2 separate regions of the Mus musculus genome follow, and region 2 is linked to region 1. Evidence: chromatin contacts called from public Hi-C data. All regions are on one chromosome and are shown on one strand. Each heading gives the region's core, a stretch centred on a gene start, on an enhancer-like site or on the middle of the called end of the contact. The rest is flanking DNA. Distances are from core to core; before and after follow the strand shown.

Region 1 (3,968 bases), core at 940-3,439:
CATCAAAACCCACAGCAAGCACAGTGCCCAGAGGAAGTGGTAAAGATGTGAGCCGGGATTCAGCTGCCTTTCTCTGCTCTGTTCTCAGAATTTGATCCAGTTTTGGTACTCAAAAGGCTCAGTAGCAAAAAGTATGCAAATCCTCCTATTATAAGGAGGCAGCATCGGGAACTGGAGTTAAAGGGACTTGTTCAAGGTCCTAGAGCACAGGCCTGAGTCTTCACTGCTCATCTTGTACCTCTTCACATAGAGTCTCAAGAAAAATGGTATCATGAGACTAAGGTTGATACTGAGGGAGACAGCCCATCTCCCACATATAATAATAGTTATATGTGGCCCCACCCCCAAGCGTCCTTACGGCCCACATGTCAGTGTGCATTCCAAATGACAGATGAGTTTTTACCTCATCTAAAGTCACTTTAAAGGCAAGGTGGAGACAGAGGTCATCCCCCTGAGAAATCAGAAAGTAGAGATTATACACTCCAACACAATATCAAGCCCTCTTGAGCCCAACTTCAACTGAATCTTGGTTAGCATAGTGTTTCGCTTCCTGTTTTGGTCCAAGACCCCAAGGAGAGAGGCTCTAGAAGTGACACTACCAGGAAAACTAGAGAGCTAATACCATAGCCACAATGAGTCATCACAGTGATGACGCTCAGACTTCAGTCTGCCCACAACCACCTGGAAAACTCATCCAGATGCAGAAGATGGAGCCCGTTCTGCCCCAAGGGGAATAGGATAGAGCCTTAGAATCTATAACTCTAACTGGTCCCAAAGGTAATACTGGCCTCACCATTCGCTCAGAGACAATTTGAGCCAAACATTTCATTTCACTAATGCAAAAGATCTGGAACCAGAGAGGCTATGATGGCCAAGGTCACCCACCACATCAGCGACACAGTTGGGGACCAGCATCATAGCTCTTACATTCTCCTTTGTTCCTGCTCTACCAGACTTACTTTGAATCGCCAATCAGCTCCGTCACTGTATGAACTAAGTCATTTTGAATACTAAGTGCTTTTCCTATTTCATCTCCTTTATCCTTGTTATCACTTTTGAGGCTGGGGCACTGGTCTTATTTATAAAGAAAGGGACGTTTGAACAAATTTAACAGCGGTGAATTTATCTTGGAATCTTAAGTCAAATAGCCTAGCTGGAGTCCACCCAGATCTGCTTGACTCAGGCTGCTCTTCCATAGGTCTCACCCAGTTCTCGAAAGACAGATTCCTACTACAATTTGCTGAAAGTAAAACTTAACAGCCTCAGCTCACAGGGGGAAATCTACAGTCTGGGGCAAAACAAAGACAGTATACACTGGGCAAGTGTGTTTTTAAAACCCATGTCCAAGAGAACCACAGGAAAAGGATGCTGAAGCCCCAACTCCTCCAGAGGTAGCTTGTTAATTTCTTTCCAAACCTTTCAGGGGTTCAAGGCCTAGACCCATGAGTGTGACACAACAGAGTTATAAATTCTGCCCCCAAGAGTCCTGAGGTTCTCTCCAAACAAAATTAATAGCCTGCAAACTCTAAATGGGTGATTACAATCTATAAAGCAGCTCACAAAATGACTTCATGGGGATTCATATTTATTCCCTCCCACTGATTTCCACTATAAATTTGCTCTGTTTATGAGTAAAAAGTTTCCTCTGCTATGAGTGCAGGCATAATACTCTTCTGCAGATGGAAACATCTGGCTGAGTTGCTTAGAGCTAATTTTGCCACTGGTGGTCTTGGCCAGTGGGAAGCATGGCAGAACCTGCCAGGAAAGCTCAGAATCTGAAGGTCTCTTGATTATTGGCATCCTGTGAACATGGCCTTAGATCCTGCAAGGGTTGGAGGCAACAGGGTGGGTAATCCATCTATGAATTCTCCTGTAGCAACATCTCCAGAGCTGTCTTTCTTGTGGTCTTAGACCTGAGGGTAGAGTATAATGTACAAGAATGTAAATCAAGATCCAAGTGTGGTTGTTCCCAGACAGCTCTCATGCATGAGAAGACACAGTGTGCTACTCAGCTTTCTCTTACTATACCAAAACACTTTGAGAAAATCAACTTATACAAGAAAAGGCTTCTAATGTTTTAGAGTTTTCAATATGTGTATAATTGGACCCAGTGCTCACGGGCCTGGGATAGGACAAGCTACTCAAATCGTGGCACAAGCAAGACATGTAGATGAAGGGACAGATAGAGACAGAGATAGAGACAGACATCAGAGTCTCACAATGTTCTTCAAGGGCACACCCTACATGGCTTCAATTCCTCCAGTACCATCATGGGCAAGAAGCCAAGCCTTTTACTCACAGGACTTTGGGAAACTGTCCAGATATAAACCATAGCAGATAGATAGACTGTTAAACAGACCAAAAAAAACCAAAACCAAAAACAAAAACAAAAACAAAAACCAGTACAGAAACAGGTCAGACACCATGAACAGGAATGGCCAATCTGCCGTGCTGGTAGTGATTTTCTTAAAGGGCAAACTGGAGGGAGATAAGCAAAACTAGTACAAAGACGGAAAGGGGAGCTTCCACAAATCCAGTGACCCCCAGGAGTGGAACTTCACAGCAGCAACACAGAAAAAAACCCAACCCAACACAGAAAAAAACCTGGGTCAGGCAAGTCATGTAAAACCTGTAAGATTCTCTTTCTGTAGATTTCCTTTCCTAAGGATTTGCACGACAAAGATTTTCTTCTAAGCACAAAGGGGACAACTGGCAAGCTTTCAGACGGAAATTAATGTGACCAGAAAAGCATCTTAGACAGATCCTTACTGTTGCTGCAAGAAAGATGCTCTTGCCAGGAAGGGGGGAGGGGACTGCTAGGAGGAAATGTCACCAGGCTTCTAGCCTACCATCACAGCTGCCTACACAAGCAGTGGTAGTGGCCTGGGCTAGGGGACCAGATGAACAGTGGTGGCATCTCACAGGTTAGGCTGTCCAGAGCTATCTGCCTCAGTTTATGCAAAACGGATGTTGCACCAACAATACAGCAGATTACTCCCAAAGAGCAATGTGCTTGGAAACAACTCAGCAACCAAGGCCAGAGCTGGAAGCCATTGAGAAGCCAGGTTGGTATGAAATTGGCCTGGCCAGACCAACATGAGACATTCATCCTCTTTTAGTCTGTAAAATGACACATAAAGAAAATCCACTGTCTTCTTCTCTTTTCAAATATTGCAGGAGGCTCCAGGTTCATTGGCTGCAGGGCAGGCTGCAAGGAGAGGCTGTTTGAATCTGCTGCACTACTAAACAAAGATGTACTAGGCTGATTCAGGGTCAATATCTTCCATGCTTCCAAATTCTGTCTTTCCAGAGCTCCAGGGGCATTTCTATCAGACCTCTACACATCGACCTCACTTAAGTTCGATTTTACTTTGGCAATTCTATTCTCTTTATTTGTGTCTAGTAATTGCATGTTTGTCACTCACATCTCACAAGAAGATAAAGTCACCAGAAAATAGCCACAGTATCCCCACCTATGTAGGGCCACAGGTGAATAACTTCAGACTACCTGGGCTAGGAAGAGATGGAACTACCTCAGGGGACCACTGTGACACAGACATACAGGGGAATAGCATGAAATGTGCTTATGGAGGAATCTTCAAGGTGTAGCTAAGCTATCCATTATTCCATGGTGCCTAGAGCTACCTAGAGACTTTAAGCATTTGACATGAAAAATACATCTCTGGACCATACCCAGTCTTTTCATATGCTCTCCAACCTGAGTCCAAACTAAATGCATCCTGGAAGAAATCATGGTTCCTATTTAGGACAGCCTCTCCAGGCAGCCTGGTCCTGTTGTTGATATCTCTCCTGCTGTGGAAGGAAAGCCCCTGTGCGCCAGCCTCAGACATTAGCTCGGCTTACAGAAATGTGTTCCCTTTCAGTAAGGCCGGCTACGATCCCAGGTAATTCCTCTAAGTGCACGCTTAAACCCCAGCAGCTGTTCCAGATCGCCACAGTGAAGATGA
Region 2 (4,001 bases), core at 632-3,131, 190 kb after region 1:
GAAGGCAGTATGGTCCTCAGAAGGCACTCTTGTACATGGCCACCCACAAAGATCTGCTAGCACTGGCCTACCATTGTCCTGGAGATAAACTAAACAAGTGTGCTGAGTGTTCAGAGGACAACAGCAGCATGTGTGAGTCCCATGCCACCCACTGAGGTGGCTCAATAAGGAGAGGCACGCCGGGGGTGTGGTCTCCACACTGTATATGCAGACATCTTTAACTCTCGAGGTAGACACTGAATGTGTTTGTAAAGAACAGACCAAGTCAAAGCGAGGTCACTAGAGTAAATCCTCATCCAGTACGACTGGTGTCCTAGGAGGAAGGGACGAGGAGCCAAACAGAAGGCCATGTGACTTCACAGAGAGAGCAGGGCCAGGCTACCTATGAGCCAAGGAAACAGATCTCATAGGAATGCAGCTTCCGTCCTACCAACACCTTGACCTGGGACTCCAGAGAGAGAGGAAGGTAACTGTGCTGTTCTAGCCCCTCTCCTGGGTACCGTGTTACAGCAGTCATCCTTCCCAGGGATGGCTCCTTGCTAACACCTGTCTGACAATCAAGGCAACCTAGCATCCTGAGACCCCACGCTAAGACAAGAAAGACAAGGAAGTCCTTAAGCTAAGATGATAGGTGCAATCTGGAGCACGTCCTTGGTCCTTTGAGGACCTGTTTCTTCCTCCAGTGGGGCTGCTATACAGGTTGAGATGGCTTCAGTTTGATCCTGAGCCCCTGTTCCTCTATTCCCTCCCCCCAGGACCGGGCAGTATTCTGCTTTGGAGTTCTGCTTCCATGCCTGTCCTGCCTGCTTTTCAGGTTCACGGCTACAGACTGAGATTTAACAAGCTCTAACGAGGTTGCATGCATGGCTAAAACCCTCCAACAGTGCTCCTAGTACTGACATGGACAGCCAACCTCCTTACTGTTGCCTACAAAGATCTATAAAAACAGCCCCTGGAAACCTCCTAGCATAGCACCATGGGCTGCACACTTCACTCAGAGATGTGTCTGTGCAGTGTGAAAAGAGCAACTGCTTTCCATCCTACCTCAGGACCTTTGTACAGACTGGTTCTACTGAGAGATTCTTCCCTCCAATTTCTACTGGGCTGGCTTCCTTTCCAGATATCTCTTCCTCAGAGAGGCCTTTCCCACCGTCAGGAAATATTTTCCATTACTCCATACCTTGCTGGCTGTCTTTCCAGAGGTTAATAGAAACTGACATTGCCACCAAAAAGCCACCCCCACACACACACACTGCTGCCTAATGTTCTGTGGCATGCGCTGTATCTAGTACTTTGCCCAGTGCCTAGAAGGAACTTGGTGTGTGTTGCCTGTATGGGGGGGGGGGGGCGCAGGGGAGTGAGAAATCCCTGAAAAAACATAAAGTCCTCCTAAGAACTAGCCAAATGGTTCAAAGACAGAAAGGCATCATGGAATAAAACAAGCAGCCATAGGCTGGCTATGTGAGGCCTTTGAACCAGCAAGAGAGCCACATGGAGGCTTCACCCCTGCTGGGGCTACCCTGTTCTATCCAGCTACGGAAGCTGCACAGCACACACAGCACTTGACTACTGTAGCTCCAGTACTGTTGAGCCGCTGAGCATCCTCCTGGGAACCAGAATGGGGATCCCAGATTCACCAGCAAGGCTGACTCCCTCTCCCCACCCTCCACCCCCACCCCAATCCTTGAGTGGCACCCACCTGCATCTGGCTACTTCTAGCAGAGCTTCCTTCCTGCCACCAGCCTGGGCCCTGCACAACCTCAGTGGGCGGGCTTGTGATTCACAGATGGCCTGTCATTCTCAATGCTAGCAGCACACACCAGTTTGCCTATCTTTAGATGTTCCACAGACTGAAAAAAAAAATCAATTTACCTGCCTGGCACGCAGGCTAGAAGCCTCCTGATAACATCAGTGAGCAATACGGGGCTTCCCCTCGGTATACCCTGGTACATCAGGCTCTCTGCGAGGTTCAGAGGGAAAGACAGTGCTTCTGTCTGAGGTCCAGCAGCCCCCACTCTACCCCAAGGCATGTTATTCTGTCCTTTGGAACTAGCCAAGTCTCAGGGGAAGAAATAGACAGAGAGTCAATCCTGGACGTACCAACAAGGGAACAAAAGTCATTCTCCATGCCCACCCACCCAAGCTGCCCACTCTTCTGCCACAGGATTTTTGTGGAGTCACATTAGACCAGGTCACCCCAAGAGTGTGGCTTTGGTATCCTCTTTAGGGCCTGGATCAGCTAGAAAGGAAGTGGGTGCCCAAGGCAGGCCCTTGAAGCTTTCTGCCTTTCCTAACACTGCAGTTTAGAAAACCTCAGGTAGGTTGGGCAAGGTGAGATCCTGGATGTGGGAAGGGAAGTAATCTAAGATGCTCAGGGCTAACAGGTGTCAGACCTTTGCTATTCCTCCCAATAAACACTAGGTACCAGCTTAATGAGCAGAACAAGGCAAAAGAGAAGCTGGGGAGCATGCGCTAGGAACAAAGGAGACCTGCCCCTGCAAAGCTGCACCACCTCTATACTGCTTTTGCATCTTCCAATTCCCTGTGCTTAGCCTTTTGGATGTCCTTGACCTCTGATCTTTATCCCATGCACCCACATGTAGAAGCCATTGTTACAGACATGGGAGACATGTTCTCTATGTTGTTCAGGGACGCGGCCTGAAGCTCTGCCCCTATCTGCTTCTTTCTGACCTCAGAAGGGACTCACTGGGACTCTTCAGCATAGAGGCCAAAGAGTGCTGGCTCCCATCTGGGCTGTCAGCAGAACTCTGGAGCTAAGGAGACATTTGTGAGAATATACAGAAGGCCCACATTTGTTTCCCTAATCCAAAGACAGTGTTTTTTAAAGGCATGGGGGCAAAGGGTAACTTGCAACTGTTGTGCCTATTAGTCAAGATGCCGTGAAGGGATGCAGGCCATCTGTGCAGATCTTCAATCATTTTTGTTAGAAAAGTGAACAACCCAGATATTGTATCCAAAAACTTTGGTCCATAAATGGAAATGATGAATTTAAAAAACAAACAAACAAACAAAAAACTAACTGTGCCAAGAACACCAATCTATTTGCAGAACCTGAGTTTGTTCCCTGTGAAGCAGAGTAGGGTGTCAGTGGTCCTAGGAAGATCAGAAGACTTCCTTCTCCTCTATTTCTCCTTAGGGAGGTCTTCCTGGCTGTAGTCTAAACATACAGCTCTAAACCAAGATGACAGCCAGCAATCATGGCTCCACTTACTTGAAGGTTGGAAACAAACCTAAGGGGAATCATCACAAATCACACTGTAGGTGCCATGGCCCAAGTCCCAGGGCTCGCCTCGCCTCATGCTGGCCCCTACTCAAGACTGGCTCCTCCCCATCCCAGCACTCAGCAGCCGCACCATCAGATCCTCCTGTACATACCCTACTTCCAGGGCCCACGCATCCACTTAAGCACCCACCAGCTGGGAACCACACAAGGAAGGGTGGAGTGTTCCATCTCCCAACCCTGCAGCCAGACCCAGAGCCTGTGGATCACAGGTGCAGCTCCAAGCAGAACCAAGTAACTCAATCAAAAAGCAAATGATCTCTGAACCCCAGCCCGAAGAGAACCCCATACAGCCAAGGGTTCTGGGGAGACCAGATTTTACAAGTGACACATATTGAGCTAATCTCTCCATTGAAGGAGATTCCATCCTGCTGCCCTACAACACCATCTTACCTCAGCACTCTCAGGCTTGCTTCCTCCTCTGACCACAGTAGCCCTCACAATAGCTTATGGGACGCAAAGGCATCCTCGTATGTTCAGTGCTCCCCATTCCTGTTTCAGGGGTCCCTTTGTGTCTTCCCCATGGACCACATCTTGTCTTTTTTACCCTGTTCCTACCACTGGAACCCCAAGCTCTCCAAGGCAGGACTGTCTGCATTACTCTCGGCTGTGTCCAGTGCCTCTGACAGGCTCAAACACACACACACACACACACACACACACACACACACAGAAGCTACACAATGCATGAGACATGAAG

What was found. A called contact is a pair of places that touch in the nucleus more often than the background predicts.
Region 2: a Hi-C map of the N1E-115 cell line shows a contact between it and region 1, with 1.6 times the contacts expected there. The contact joins two enhancer-like sites. A contact is called at or near these places in 3 of 484 Hi-C or Micro-C datasets (the N1E-115 cell line, muscle stem cells and nephron progenitors) and 1 of 115 datasets of contacts at active chromatin or transcription factors (large pre-B cells).

What each region holds. Positions count from the first base shown.
Region 1 is chr14:23,703,067-23,707,034 of GRCm38.p6, forward strand. All of the region lies in intron 2 of Kcnma1 (potassium large conductance calcium-activated channel, subfamily M, alpha member 1), which reads right to left. Among named protein-coding and RNA genes, the nearest start is that of Gm51422, 55 kb to the left of the region's middle. Within about 2 kb of position 2,190, at least 9 of the 459 cell types and tissues checked have an H3K27ac peak or open chromatin away from gene starts, as enhancers often do. A contact at or near this core is called in the N1E-115 cell line, where this site is marked.
Region 2 is chr14:23,896,265-23,900,265 of GRCm38.p6, forward strand. The region is part of intron 1 of Kcnma1 (potassium large conductance calcium-activated channel, subfamily M, alpha member 1); the gene reads right to left. Among named protein-coding and RNA genes, the nearest start is that of Kcnma1, 110 kb to the right of the region's middle. Within about 2 kb of position 1,882, at least 16 of the 459 cell types and tissues checked have an H3K27ac peak or open chromatin away from gene starts, as enhancers often do. A contact at or near this core is called in the N1E-115 cell line, where this site is marked.